2 separate regions of the Drosophila melanogaster genome follow, and region 2 is linked to region 1. A link is a contact called in public Hi-C data. All regions are on one chromosome and are shown on one strand. The core of a region is the stretch at or near the end of the contact, and the rest is flanking DNA. Distances in the headings are between cores, read along the strand shown.

Region 1 (6,764 bases), core at 2,876-5,375:
CATATTGACAATAAGATAATAAAGAAATGATAATCGGATCGATTCACAACAGTTTTTAAGCAGCTTTCTCACTTTGGTTGCGATTACTAGCTTTGTCGATTTCAAACAAGAAATTATTATATGGACATTCAATATATGAAAATACCTTTAACAAATCTTAACTATTTAAACTTATTTCTTTTTGTTTCTTGGCTGCTCGTCCGTCGCTTCCCTCGCGTGTGTGCTGACATGTGTTTTTGTAGGCCGTTTAGTTGCTTGAAGCTTTGCTGACATTTGGAACATTTGAACGGCTGTTCGCCAGTATGAGTCCGGGTGTGGACTTGCAGTTGCCCAACTTGCCGGAAGCGCTTGGGGCAGTTCGGACAACCGAAGGGACGCTCGCCGGTGTGACAACGTGTGTGGCTCTGCAGGTTGCCCTTCTGGGCAAAGGATCGCGGACATAGGGAGCACTTGTAGGGTCGCTCGCCAGTATGTATGCGCATGTGAATCTCTAGGTTTTGTTTTTGGGTGAACGACTGTGTGCAGAGCTTGCACCGATATGGTCCGGGAACCCTTTTCGGTTTGCCCCGTTTTGAGGCGTTCCAGATTTTATCATCATCTTCGTGTTCAAGCTCACTATCCGGGCTCCATGAGTCATTGTCCGAGTAGGATCTCGCCCTCCTCTTGGACTTATTGTGTGGCGTCTTTGCTGGAGAATAACTTTGCGCGAGCTTATGCTCATTGTTGTCTGGAAGAGGAGAAGATATTGGCTTCGGCTCTGGAGGCATGTACTTAACCTGCACAAGCTCAACTAAAAGAGGTTCGGATGTCTCCGGCGTTTTACCAGCTTCCATTACCGAGACCGGCATCTGTGGTTCTATGTTATCCCCTATATTCAGGCAATACTCTATATCGTCCAGCTCCTTCATCATCAGACGCAGCTGTTCAAAGTACTGATGGCTCTTTCGGCATTGCCGTCTTAGCCGATAGGCATTTCTTACGGCCTCCGCACACTCCACGCAGATGAACTGCGGCATTCCGTCCTCCTTATGCACGCTGCATCCGCTGCATTCCCTCAGCATTGTGGCCAAGACCGGCTCCTGCTCCTGGACCCGATTGGAGGAGGCATATGGCTCTGTATATATATCCAACAGGCAGTCGGATTCGTCCCTGCAAACGCGGCACATTTGCGAAATGTCCATCGTGGCCGAGCTCCAGAGTTTCGTAGGCAGGATCAAAAATATACAATATCAACAAAATGCAACTATTAAAATACCAATCACTGGAATATACCAACAAAAAAATACCGAATAATCAGCTGTGCTTCGCATCTTATTAATTTATCAGCTTTGATTTATGATTTAAAGTTGTTTTTTTAAGTTAAAAATGGGTTTTTCGTATTTTTTAAATATTTTATTTTAATCTGGCTCTTAGAGCATCAGAATATTCCCCACTTATCGATATACCTTAAAGCTGTACAATGGGCGCGAAGCTTAAAATGTAACGCTGTTTTGAATATGAGTAATTTTTTGAATTTGTATGAAATCACGGAAAAACATAGTTTGACAATAATTGAATTGAACTTAAGAACTTGCTTGTACAAATAAATAACAAAATATGTAGTCTACAAGCGTAAATTGATTTGCTTCGCAAACTTTACAAAATTAGATGCATACCTATTTTATAGATTATATTCAAAAACTAAACAAAAACATTCAACATTAAAATCTAGGAATGCAAATTCGTCCCAAACTCTACTTGGTATTGTACATGGATGCAATTGCAGGATCTTCGGTTTCGTAAATGATAAGCACATCCCTGAATTTATCAAGCAATTGCAGCAGTTGCGAACGTCGCAGGTTCTCGAAGTACATGATCTCCTCCAGATGATGCTCGCTCTTAAAGTAACCCATCTGATACAGCTTCACAAGCAGAGATAGATCATCCACGTTGGCAGAGGCGGGAATTCGACGGATGGCGGCTCGATCCGCATCGCTGAAAACCTGTAGCAGCTCCTTCAGCTTCTGCTCATCCTCCATGGAATCGAGGCTGTCGCAATTGTCCGTGCTCATCGAGGCGGTGATGCTGAAATTGGACTTGTGGCTGGATGATGGCTGCACGGCGATGTTGTCCGAGGCCAGTGATGAATGGTCCTCGGACGCCTCACGACGATGTCCGCCCACCAATACCGCTGGCACTGGCAACGGATGACTGGACATGCTAAGCATGGAGCCATGCAACTCGTCCGCATCTGGTTCTTGGTCTCCTTCTTCATCGCTAATGGCATCCCTTAGATGGTTGCTGCAGGAGGCCGAATCTCCGAATTCATCCTCGCTGGGCATAAACTGAACGTACGTGTGCAACTGCATGAGCAAATGGTGCTGCAGCATCCAAATCACCATTTGTGCGAGGATACCCTGTCGCGCTGGCTGCTGCAGTGGCGTGGTTAAGTGTCCAATTGAAGTGGGCAATGAAAAATCGGAGATCACCTCGAACAGCGACATACCGGCAAAACGGGCCGAGAACTTCTCCACCAGGTGGGACTTGGTGTGCAATGGTGCATCCGGCGCGATCACATAGACATTTGTCTCGCAGAGTGGATAAATAATAGTTGCCTTAGCCCAGTAGACCAAATGCGAGACGAGCTTATAAACATGCTCGATACTCAAGTCTGCATTGGAGGACATGCTCTGCAGACTGATCAGTGGGTCGTAGACGTCGACTAGCTGCCATAGCATGCGTGCCCCAGTCGGTGGAACGCAGTCCAACAATTCGGCAAAGTCGACCAGCAGCAACATGCCATGATAGGGCTTCAGTGCACGAAGGCACCGATCTATGGTCTCTGGATCCACCATGCTGCCCTTCTTATGGAGCTGGTGTGCCTTAGCGGGCAGACAGAAGCACAACGTTAGGTTGTGATTCAGCGAGGTACTCAGCAGTCCAGTGGTGCATAGATCATGGAAGATGGAGCGCAAGGCCTGTGCCAAGCTGCAGCGCTCTGCAATCAGCTCCAGTGTGCGTTCCAGCGGCTGTTGCTGCTGCTCGTCGTGTGTGCGAGCCATTTGAGCCGTCTGCTCGGTGAGATAGCCACTGCGCTGCTCCTCGAACTTCAGCGCCAGTCCAAGGCGCTTGCTCAGTTCGTGGTAGCACTTAACAATCGAGTAGCTGGCCTGTGCATGCAGCGCAAAAACAATGTTGATGAGCATCTGTTGCTTGGCCATTGGACCACTTCTCTGCTCCTTTTGCGGTATCAGAGTGGGATGACTGACAAAGCGTACGTCGTTCAGTTTGAGTTCAAACTTTTGGTTGCATAGCTGTGGTTTAACAGCAAACAGAGCGGACAGGACCTCATCTGCGAATCCCTGCAGTTGTCCTTGGCTCTTGGCAGCACCCAAGTGGGTGGGTGTCTGCAGCAGATCGTCCGTATTGGCCACGGCATAGGGATTGCGCTTTCTGTGATTGAATAAATCGGTATAGTCAAGCTGAGTGCCCTTTGAATTAATAGGTAGTACCTGGACTTCCGCTGCTCGTCGTTGGCCACCTCCGTTTGGCCGAGAGTCTGGTACGGATACCTGTACAGTAACCGATCCCCCTTGCTATCGAAGTAAACCAGGATTACGGCCAGGGGATTCACATTAGTTTCCATGGCACACAGACACTTCCCCTTTTATGTAAATTAAAATATGAACATTTGCATTATCAACTGGGGTCAGGGTCAACAAATAGTTGGCTATGTTTTCAAAAATACTTTATAAATCGTAGTTTGCTACAGAAACTACCTCAACAACTCTTTATTTATTTATTAGTACCTCAATTTGACTTCATTGAGAAATGGAAGCAAAGTAAATAAATGTAAAATATAAAATATATTTACAGCAGTGTGGCTCTCTTTTAGTTTGCATAAAATACCAAAAACTTATTTAAAATAGTAGTCATGTCAGTTTTCATTTTGCAGGCGAAACAATAATATAAATGCAACGCAATGGAATTTTTTTAAATCGTTTAAATTTACCATAGATACCTTAGATAATATATTCAAAAACTAAAAAATACTAAACGAAAAACGGTCTTACTATATAAATAAATATATATCGGCAAGGCTAATAGTATAGGATCCCTGGTCGAGCGATAACGATCTATCGCTCCGCTGTAGTGTGACCGTCTTCGGTTGGTCAGTCTCTAATTTTTTAGAAGCGGAAAGTTGTGAGCAAAACGTGTGGAAATTGTGCTCGAAACGTCAACAAAAAATTTGTGAAAATAACTGGGAGCGTAGTATGCGAACGCGGCAATCGCAGAACTATGAAATTCCCCTGTGAAACATGTTAGTTTGGCTGTAAAAGCACTTTTAAAAATGACGATTTCTTATTAGCGTGTTGGAAAAGAGGAAAACACACACATTGTGAGAGGCAAAATACGTGCGGATCGTAGGTGGGAGCGAGACGACGCTAAACGTGTACTAGCCGCGGTCTATATATACATATATATAATATTTGTGTGAGTGTAGGAGAGGTATAACTAATTCTACAAAAAAATATAGTTTACTTGGCTGAGTGGTTCGCTTCTGAATTAGTTTCGCACTCTTCGGCAGTATGGTGGCCAATAAGTTAATTTCAACTAATTGTCATTTACTTGTAGGTTTGTTTTTCTACTATGTCTTCGTTTCTGTATCTATTCCTTGTATTTTGGAAAATAGGATTAATAAGTGCCTAAAATGTAAATAGCTTGTGGTTAAATAGTTAATAACATAACTATTTTACTTTTTGTGTATATGTGCGCCAACATCCGTGTGTATAGATTTTACACATACCTACGTAGAAAGGCATGCACAGATATACGTTTGTGTGGGTATCAACGAATAGGCGGAAAGGCGAAATCGAAATATGTACGTACAGCATTTCGGAATGGCCAGGCGCAGTAGTAATAGGCTAAACAGGGAAACAGCGCAACACAAAAACCAAGAAGAAGAAGCAGGGCAGGCGAACAAAATAAAATAGGCGATAATAGTCAGTTGGCATGTCTTGTCCATAGGCTAGAACGGTCACACTAGCTATATGGTCTGCTCAAACCGACTGGTCGTCTCGCTCTTACACACGTCTTAAGCAATCCCAGTTTATGTGTTTTCCTGCGCGTTTTGTCTTCTGCTTCTTGTGCCATACGGTATTAATAATAATAAAATTGATTAATCAAAGTAGAAACATTTTAATTTGTGCAGGTAGTAAACGTTCGAAACAACGTCGCGCCATCACTTAAATGCTGCAAATCAACAATGTGCAACGGAACAAAAAAGAACCAGTGTTAAAGTGTATACAAATTTAATTTGTATTTATAAAATTGAAATATAAAGTTTCGAAATAAAAAATAAACCACGTAGCTTGTCGTTAAATTAAATTAAGTTGTGCAAAATGAAGTGAAAATTCAAAATAACAGAGTAAACGGTGAGTAAAACTAGTGTGTGTGTTTGTATGTGAGTGCGCGCCCAAATCGGAAATATTTTGAATCGAAAAATATACAGTCGAATGGGTTATACATATCTATTGGATCACATATATATGAAATTCAGATTTTATTTTGAGTCGAGCCAGTTAAATAAATATTTCATTTGTTGATGCGTCGATTTTGTATGGTTTTTTTTTTTGCATACTGTGTGTCGCCATATTTGATTGCATATTCTTTTTTCAACTAACCGTCAGTATAGCGTGCTCGCTCGCACAGCTTTGCGGGTTCATTTGTTTTGCTTTCGATTCCGTTTTGTGCAACGTGAAGGTAGATGTGCGTATTATGCCCCTCGCACAGAGTTGCCAACCCGAAGCAATTGTTTTGTTAAATTTCAAGTTGTTTTTAGTTTGTTTTGCTCGAGTTTCTAAGGAGATTATCTAAATCAGTATTAAAATCATATTTCGATTTGGCACACCCCTCCGCATTTGGATTGCAATGTGTATGCCGTGCAGTGTTTTTGTTGTCTCTACCAAAATTTTGACATGCGCATCAGCTAGTCGGAAAAACTTAACAACAAATCGACCGCAAAGTGAAATTAAAGTTGATGAGAATTAGTTGAACGATATCGACGACGCCATGTTGTTCCCATTATCCAGAATGTTAGCACAGAGCTATATAGTTTTTATTTTATTTTCTTTCGCCCTGTTTTCGTCAAACTTTTTATTGCGTGCTCCAGCGTTTACACGCCTGTACGCCGTGAAGTTGGCCGCAGTTAACATAGCTAAGTGTTAGTGTGTGTGTGGGGAGAGCTATGGTGGTCTCGCTCTCGCTTACAGGCATTGCTCGAATGTTCCTGTTCTGCTCTTTGCGCATACGTGATTTTTGCAATTGTTATTTATGCCTTGTGCTTTGTACGCGCGAATTTTCGCCACAAAATGAAAGCAAAAGTTGATAGACAACTTTTTGCCTGCGCTCGGCTTTCGTTATTTTCTGCGCAGCGCAGACAAGACCATCGTCAAAATATTATTTCGCGAAAGCTAAGCCATTCGATAATTTCAAAGGTTGTCGCGGAACGAAACCAAACCGCCACAACCCCCTAAAACCACCTCCCAACCCCACAGATTTTTTTAATGGTGTAATATCCATAATAAAATCCCATGCAGTCTCAATTCTTGATTAGTAATTGACCGAATTAGACGGACCAGAACTAGCGAGCAAGTGAATTAAAATAAGACGCAATTAAAGTTGACACTTTGTAGCTGGTATGCAAAAACTAAAACCCATTTTACGCTTGGCGACTGTTTCAATGAAAGTACAGCCAAAGCAATGCCCCTGATATTGTGCAGTCA
Region 2 (7,838 bases), core at 515-3,014, 51 kb after region 1:
ATGTGGTTTCCCCGCAACACAATCAACGCAAGCTGCAAGCCTCCATGGAGCGCCTACAGGTGCAACAGGTGAACACAAGTCGCCGGGCAGCCGGCTCCAACTGGATGGCCGCTGCTGGCGGTGGAGCAGCAGCAGCAGCTGGAAGTGAAAACCAGGATGCCAAGGCGACGGAGTCAGCACCACTAAGCAAATCGGCACGCATGCGCATGAAAAAGAAGGCACACCGCAATCGCATTTTGGCCATGGACTGCGAGATGGTGGGCGTGGGACACAACACACGGGACGACATGCTGGCACGCGTGTCCATCGTGAATCGCATGGGACACGTGCTGCTGGACAAGTATGTGAAGCCGCGAAAGGAGGTCACCGACTACCGCACCAGCGTGTCCGGCATTCGGCCGCAGGACATCGCTAACGGTGAGGACTTTGCCGCCGTGCAAAACGAAGTGATGAAGCTGATACATGGCCGCATTCTGGTGGGACACGGCCTGCGCAACGATCTTGCCGTACTGGGCATCCGCCATCCGTTCCATGACATTCGTGATACGTCGCATTATAAGCCGCTGTGCAAACTCATCTCTAATACCCACACGCCCAGCTTAAAACGCCTGACAAAGGCCGTTCTGGGTCAGGAGATCCAAACGGGCGAGCATAATTCCGTGGAGGATGCACGTGCCGCCATGGGTATCTACAATCGCGTTGCCGTCGACTGGGAGAAGTATCTGGAGAAGAAGCGGCATCAACAGCAGCACTATTAGCAGCTCACTCGGGGAGCCCCATTGCACTGAGGGGTGTTCCATTACGGTAGTCTTAAATTTTTAAGTATACACACGGGTTTCATTCACGTGAAACTGTTGCTTAAATGTATAAAATGTTACAACCTTAGCCATAGTTCTTTCTTGAAGGCATCGGAGCGGTTTTCAGCACGTAATGTGCCACTCAAAAGCAGGCTCGGATCTCATGATGAAACCATTTTTATGTTTACACATTCTTTTGTTTAATATCGGAAAGCTAAAATTAAAATTCTTTCTTTGCTTTGGGGAAATTATCCTACAGGGCTTAACTAGCTCTTAGTGTTGTATTCTACATTTTAGGAAGCCGCCACCTCTTTCGGTGAAGTTCGGCTAGTACTGGGTCCGTGGATGGCCTCGTGCCGTTCCATTAGCTCCCGCCAAGGATCCTCCAGCATGGAGGGATGAAAGTACTGGCCGAAGGAGCTGCCGCTCTGGTTTTGTTCCCTGTTCTGGTGGCTCCTCGGATGATCCCAGTTCTGTTGGTTCCTGCGATTGAAGCTGCCGCCGCGTCCGAAATTCCTGCCCTGACCGTAGGGCCGATGGCGCTGCGGCTCCTGTGGGGATTTGTTCTGGTAGAAATGAGGAACATTTTGCTGGCCCTGTTTGTCCTCGTAGAAGCCAACGTTTGGATTTTGTGGCTTCTGCTGGCCACCGAATTGCTGCGCTCTGTAATCCGCGGACTGCGATGGGTACTGGCCGCCTTGTGGGCAGTAGGGCGGCAGGTTGTTATAGTTCTTGCGAGGGGTGCTCATGATTGCAGTCGTTAAAGCTTATTTAAGCCAATAATGGCTTATTTCCTTGGATCCGAAATGTAAAACAAATGTTTTTTTATTTTAAGTGCGACCGTTGGCAATTACCACAAAAATGCATATTAATTAAATCAACTGGCTTAAAACTTTGCTAAGCGCAGTTTTCGGCACATTTAGGGTGTTTTCCCGCCAGTCTTTGGTTTCCGTGCGCAGACCCAGTTCGGTCACACTGTCCCGAATATTCGTGTAGCGCGGTTGTCGTGCGGTCGGTCGGCAAAATAAAGTGCATTTAACTGCAGTTGCTCTCGGTTCCCACACTTATCGCCCACAGACCGAGTCTAATGCGGTGTGTAAGGCAAATTGCAAGCAATTCGCACGTCCCTCGCTCGGAAAAACCTGCAAACAAAGCACAAGAGGCGTCGCCTGCCGCAGGAGCCTTTCATCGAAATCTGGTCCTTTGTCTGTGTTTGTGTGCCTGCATCCGTGTCTTGCTGTAGGTGTGTGTGTGTGTGAGTGCTAGTGGCTGTGTGCCTGTGTGAGTGCCGCCGTTGCACCACCAGCAACAACAACAGCAACAACAGTAGCAACAAATTGTGTTTTTGCTTACATTGTCAGAAAGAAGTAAATTAAATTATCAAAATTTTGGAACACAGCACTTTTTACACTTACTTTCAAAACAAAAAAAAAAAATAAATAAATTAAACAAAAAACAAAAAAGGCAACCAAAAATAAGAAAACACACGCCCGGAAAATAGTCACTTTCGATTGGCCAGTTGTTCTGAGCGTTCGATAGCAGAGAAACAGGCAGCAGCCGCTTTGGATATCTTCAACGGAATCAAAGAGCAACTTTCAAGTTGCCCGGAACGCACGCGTGCCCTTTGCCGGACTGTATGGGGTACCCTCTCGCTGTCCCTTAGCACTGCGCTCCAAGCGGCGACCATCGAGGACGCCATCGGCGGCGGAGGATCCGGATCCCGGGGATTACAGGATCCAGGGGGAGGAGGCGGCGGAGGAGGAGGAGGAGGCGGCTCCGTCTCCGGCTCGGTTTCGGGCTCTGGTCGCTTTGCCACCATAATGGGCGCCGTCAAATCGCGAACCATCACCAGCGCTGATGTGGACGCCGATGAGCAGCTGCAGCATCCCCATTCGCATGCGCACCATCACTCGATGCGCAATGGCCACCAGCACAACGGTTCCATCTCTAGCGGCACGCTGCAGAAACAGGATCTGCGCTACGACATCGGCTGCAGTTCCCAGTACCAACATGTCAGGCAGCCGAGCCTGCGGAGCCGGAGCCAGCAACCCATGCCCACCACAGATGAGCTGGACCGACGATTCGCCAAAGTGCTGGTAAGTTAATCCGAATACCATGACAAAAAAAAAACTTAGGTATTAAAATATGGCTTAAAGAACAATTTTATACTTTCATTAAATTCATTATAATTTGCTAAATTTTAGATATACAAATTTATTTATTTATTTTTACCTATTTTACGCTCCATGTACCATTCAAATCCTAAATGACAGGAAAGTCTCAAAGAAATATATTTCAAATATACATTTATACTTCAAAGATTTAAAAAATATAATTCCTTTCTGCCAAGTTTAAAAATAACGCCTTGTAGAATTAATTAACTAGCAATCCCTTTCCAAAAAGCATTGCATAGTTTTTGGCAAATAAAATTCCTTTCATTTATTAGCTTACAATATGTTTCATACATATATTTTGTATAACATACGATTTTAATATACATTTCTGTTTATGAACGAGTAAGCTATTTTGGGTGATCAGCTTGGTATCAAGAAATAAATTTAAATAAATAAATGGAAATGCGTAAATGGTTCTAGAATACAAATCTATCTGGAAAAATCTTTTTCACGCTGTTAAGCTTTAATAGTCGAATCGAATGTTTAGAAACAAATACACCCCCTCTTCTGAATCGGTGATATTTTTTAATACACTAGAAGAAATGTTTGTTTATGTTCAAAAATCCATTTGAAAAATTGAGTTTGCTTGGCGAATGTAGTAGCTGGTATATAGAAAGAAGCTTAAGGATTGGCTTCCTGCCCCAGCCCGTTTTTTTCCGCCCTCGCATTTGTTGCATGTGATTGATGACCTCATCGAGTGTGCGGCGACTTGTTCGCTTGAATTTTTGTCAGCCACACACACACACTTGTGGAAACGTGAGTGTTCGCTGGTGTTTGTGAGTATCTCTGAGTTTGTATCTGCGCCTCTCCCCAGTTCAACTCGATTCAGTCCCGTTCTGTTCTCCGCTCCGGCTTGCACAACTCCCCAAGCAGGGCACAGTGGAATGGGATCTGAATGGAAACTACCATATATACATATGTATGTGCTGAACACCTTAGCTATTCCCATGCTTAAAATTGCATTCAAAATATCATATTGCACGGAATTATTCGTAATATCTTATTGAAATCAAATATCGATAAGGTATCAGGACGAAAACCTTGATGACTAGCATGGTTTACAATTGGTTTATTAAGAAACAGCATCCTAGTTTTTAAATCAACCCCTTTTATTCTTCTTTTTATCATTTAATTTAAAGGATTTACAATGAAAGATCATAACTTTTTTAAGCCAAACTTTTAATACTCTCACCAAGGTTCGAAGGGCGTGTGCCTGTCGTCAGAATTCGTTTGTCATCCCACCAAATGCTTTTTTTCACCGAACAAGACTGCGTAATTAAGATTTTACGAGTAAACATATTGCCAAAAAATATAAATACATTAGTCAAGAATAGAGAAAAAAAAGCTCTCAGCGCTGACCGTCATAAAAGCGTAACGGATAGTGACCCACAGCCGCCATTTGATTCGCTTCCCTCCGCCCATCGTTCCCCCCTTTCTGAATAAGCCACTCCAATTCGGCATGCTAATGGCAATTAAAGCGAATTGATCGATTGTCGCCCTCTCTGTCGCACTCGAGTCACTCGCTGACTCACTGCTAACGCCGGCATGGGTCCGCTCGCCTGCCCTCCCTTACTCGCACTGCTTCTCGATGGGATGCGATGGGATGGGATGGCTTGGAGATCGCGGCTTATCTCTCTGGCGAGCTGAACAAAAGGGGTTGGCGAGAGCAGAACTCTTTATTTATATGGCGCAGCTTGAGTTCTCAGTTATCGGCAGTCAGTCAGTCAGTCAGTCAGTAATATGAGAAATGCTTCTCCAACGGGTTTCCCACTTATCTGCTCATTTTTGGCATTATGCCCATTCTCAAGATCTTTTGTTTTGATCTCAAGGTTGTAAATACTGTCCTCAGCATATGGAATGTTGTTTAAAGATAAAATATTTACTAGAGGATGTTCTTAATAAATTATTACGATCATTTTTATTTAATAAATATTGGATGATAACATTTTATCAACGTTTTGACAACAACTTGGCACATATTTTTTTTGTGTTTATTCCATAATTTCTCGATTTCTTTTTCGCACTGTATGATGTCATGGTTGTAACTTCTTTCGTGCGCATCTCGATAAGGAAGCACGATTTTTATTACTCTCATGCCATTTTTGGGGACACAAAATATTGATGCGTTTATTAAAGCCATTAAGAAATATAACAAAGTTCTTGCTTTCTTCCTTAATATAATTAGTATCCGTTCAAGGGCTAAAGTCAATGCTATCCAGAAATGCTATCATATAAATATGGTATGAAACTGATGAATTGTTTTTGAATGCAATATCTCTAATAGCCAGACAAAAATCCTTTTAACAACTCTTATCGCAGACTAAGAAGATTGCCATTATACCACAGTATTAGTATCTTATTATCCTTACTTACTTACTTATCCCAATTGATATTCATGTTAACACGCCTAATCTAAAACAAACCATAGCCATTCCGTTGTCAATTTCAAATCCAAAATATGATAATTCAAGGGTATTCCCGATATCGACAGACCTTAGATAGCATTTGCTATTCTTGCTCTATTGTTTGTTCAAAATTCATTGCCTTCTTTTCGCACTCAAAGTGTGTGTGTGTTTTCGTCTGTTTACCTATGCCTGTTACTTGTTTTTTTTTTTTTCATTTTTCGCCCCTCGATATTGTGTTTGTTTGCCATTTCGGTGGCATTGTGGCATTGCTGGAGGTGCTGTGCCGGGCCCTGGTGGCCTCGCCCTTGCCTTGTGTCTCCGGCTTGGCTTAATTTGTGTTTACCTTAATTTAGGCAAAAGTGCTGCTCGCCGATGGCCCATTGGCATTGAAGTGGACTTGACTTGGCGTACCGGAGACTGGCAGATCCAATGCGCCAATGTCCGTGCAGTCGGCTTCCGAACGACAGCAATTGCTTGTCTGATTCATTGTTTAAAAATAGCAACAATCCGACAATGTTGCCGCTAATAATTCGCCTTTGGCTGCATCTAATCAGACGCAGTTGGTGCATGTGTTTCCGGTTAAATTACAGTTCTGCTGCGAAGCTCAAAGAAGCTGGGTTCGTTTGTTTGCCCACAAATGCAACTAAACTATGAGCAAGTTGCATGAATTATACATTTAGCTGGTAAATTGTTTGGCTTTAAGTTTTAAGAAAGCAATTATGAATTTATATACAATAAATATTATGAATTTTTCCACTCGATTCCAAGTGTGCTATTTATTGAATTTGAATACCCACAGAGGCTACAATTTAACTGTGTTTGTATACAAATTCACTTTAATTGCATTAAAATTGGCATCAAGCCAATAAAATGTCCATGCTTTCTTCAATTGAAAGTAAAAGTGTATTTATTACATCGTCAGTGAGACGGCTTCGAATATTAGTGAATAAAAACGTTAATGTGATTGCATTATTGAAAGCTTTGACTCTAAAGAGACTTAACTGCGGTTTATGTTGTGGGTGTCATTATTCACATAAATTGTCATATAGTGAAAGACAGAAAGACTAAACCGCATCAAATCCTCATCCCCGATCGCTTACCAGCTTTCTCAGGCAAGCCAACTTTCACTCGCTTCAACATCGTTGCCCAAGAGAATCTAGAATCTATATCTATAAACAATTGCCTGCCGGCGGGGCGTAGTTAAGGTGAGGTGATTCAGGGTTAGCCGTCGCTCTTAATGACTTTCCCAATGACTGACAAACCGCAAGGCAGTGAACCACAAAAGTTATTGTTGTTAATATAGTTAAGCAATCGTTGCATATGCGAGGGCAGGTTTCATTGTTGAGATGAAAACATTTTTGATGGTATTTTTGAAACTAAATATAGGCTTTACTTTTTGAACATTTATAATGATCTCGATCTAGAATAACATTTTAAAATGTATTTTCGTATCATAAGAAGCATAAGAAAAACCTAATCTTACTCTTCTTCCATAAGGATGTGTTTTTTTTTAAGTATATTGTTTTAAATTTTACTCGAACTCTAATGTCAGCCCTCGTTGCATTCAATGGCAATATATTCATGGCTTTGTTTAACGCATTGTCCATTTGGATTGGCTTTATCTAACGGCAGCTTCGGATCTGCAGAAAAAATGAGACTTCCACATTATGTGAACCCCTTTATCTGCCTCGTAGGGCAAACATAAGTTTATCTTTGCTGTTCACTTCCTTTTGCGGTCGGCAAAAAACGAGCATAGCGAAAAAGCCTACTAATGATAAAAACATAAGACCATCTGTTTTTTTTTGCGGAACAGAGTGGATAAATGGTAATCGACTTCAGAGTTCATGGGAATTAATGTAGGGAAAACTGTTGAGTAAGTAGATCTTTAGTAGATCTTAAATGATTCTAAGGGATAACAATTCGTGCTGAAAACACATAGAAAAAGATTAGTCATAGTCCTGTGGCTATGTCTTTATCGGTAAACAAAGTCATCGGTGTTACGCACGTTCATTTGGAAAATGTTCGTTTTTTTAAAATGTTTTCCTTATCGCATTACTAACAAATACATTCGAAGTTCTGAGAAGAACGGAAGTGCTTCCTTTTAAAAAACCGTATTCGTTTGGCATCTTTGATATCTTTTGAAGTATTCGCAACATTTGTGTTTAAAAATGATATTATAGATTAGTGGAAATAAAGATTACGTGGTTGATTGACTCACTAAGCTCACATGTGGCTTACGCTTTATTGATTGTGTTCATGATTCGCATGAAAATCAATTTATGTAGCCCATGTGGCTTTTCCAATAAAATTCCAATAAAATGTACTTTTGCTTCCATTATTTGTCGGCAAAACGAAAAAGATAGTAAATACCATCTACCTATTACTCACCTCTAATAACTTTGAATCATTCTTGTGAATTTCTAGTGGAATATTATGAAATAGGTAACTGCTAGTCGAGGCAC

The links. Hi-C and Micro-C count contacts between places; a contact is called where the count stands out from the background.
Region 2: a Hi-C map of the Kc167 cell line shows a contact between it and region 1, with 2.2 times the contacts expected there. A contact is called at or near these places in 45 of 107 Hi-C or Micro-C datasets (the Clone 8 cell line, the D17-c3 cell line, the Kc167 cell line and 15 more) and 1 of 7 datasets of targeted methods (the Kc167 cell line).

Annotation. Positions count from the first base shown.
Region 1 is chr3L:13,998,002-14,004,765 of dm6, forward strand. upSET (upSET,) reads left to right here and starts at 4,126. Exons shown (of 8, transcript NM_140424.2): 1 at 4,126-4,300; 2 at 5,192-5,414. It overlaps Nprl3 (Nitrogen permease regulator-like 3), which reads right to left and starts at 3,879. Exons shown (of 3, transcript NM_168570.1): 1 at 3,789-3,879; 2 at 3,492-3,643; 3 at 1,379-3,432. The coding sequence starts at 3,625. The coding sequence ends at 1,734. It overlaps CG17361, which reads left to right. Exons shown (of 1, transcript NM_140421.3): 1 at 1-54. CG17359 reads right to left here and starts at 1,250. Exons shown (of 1, transcript NM_140422.3): 1 at 1-1,250. The coding sequence starts at 1,181. The coding sequence ends at 162.
Region 2 is chr3L:14,051,451-14,059,288 of dm6, forward strand. It overlaps Frl (Formin-like), which reads left to right and starts at 1,765. Exons shown (of 9, transcript NM_001144476.3): 1 at 1,765-2,893. The coding sequence starts at 2,618. CG6833 reads left to right here. Exons shown (of 1, transcript NM_140432.5): 1 at 1-1,019. The coding sequence ends at 758. It overlaps CG13484, which reads right to left and starts at 1,629. Exons shown (of 1, transcript NM_140433.2): 1 at 978-1,629. The coding sequence starts at 1,546. The coding sequence ends at 1,091. It also overlaps asRNA:CR46067.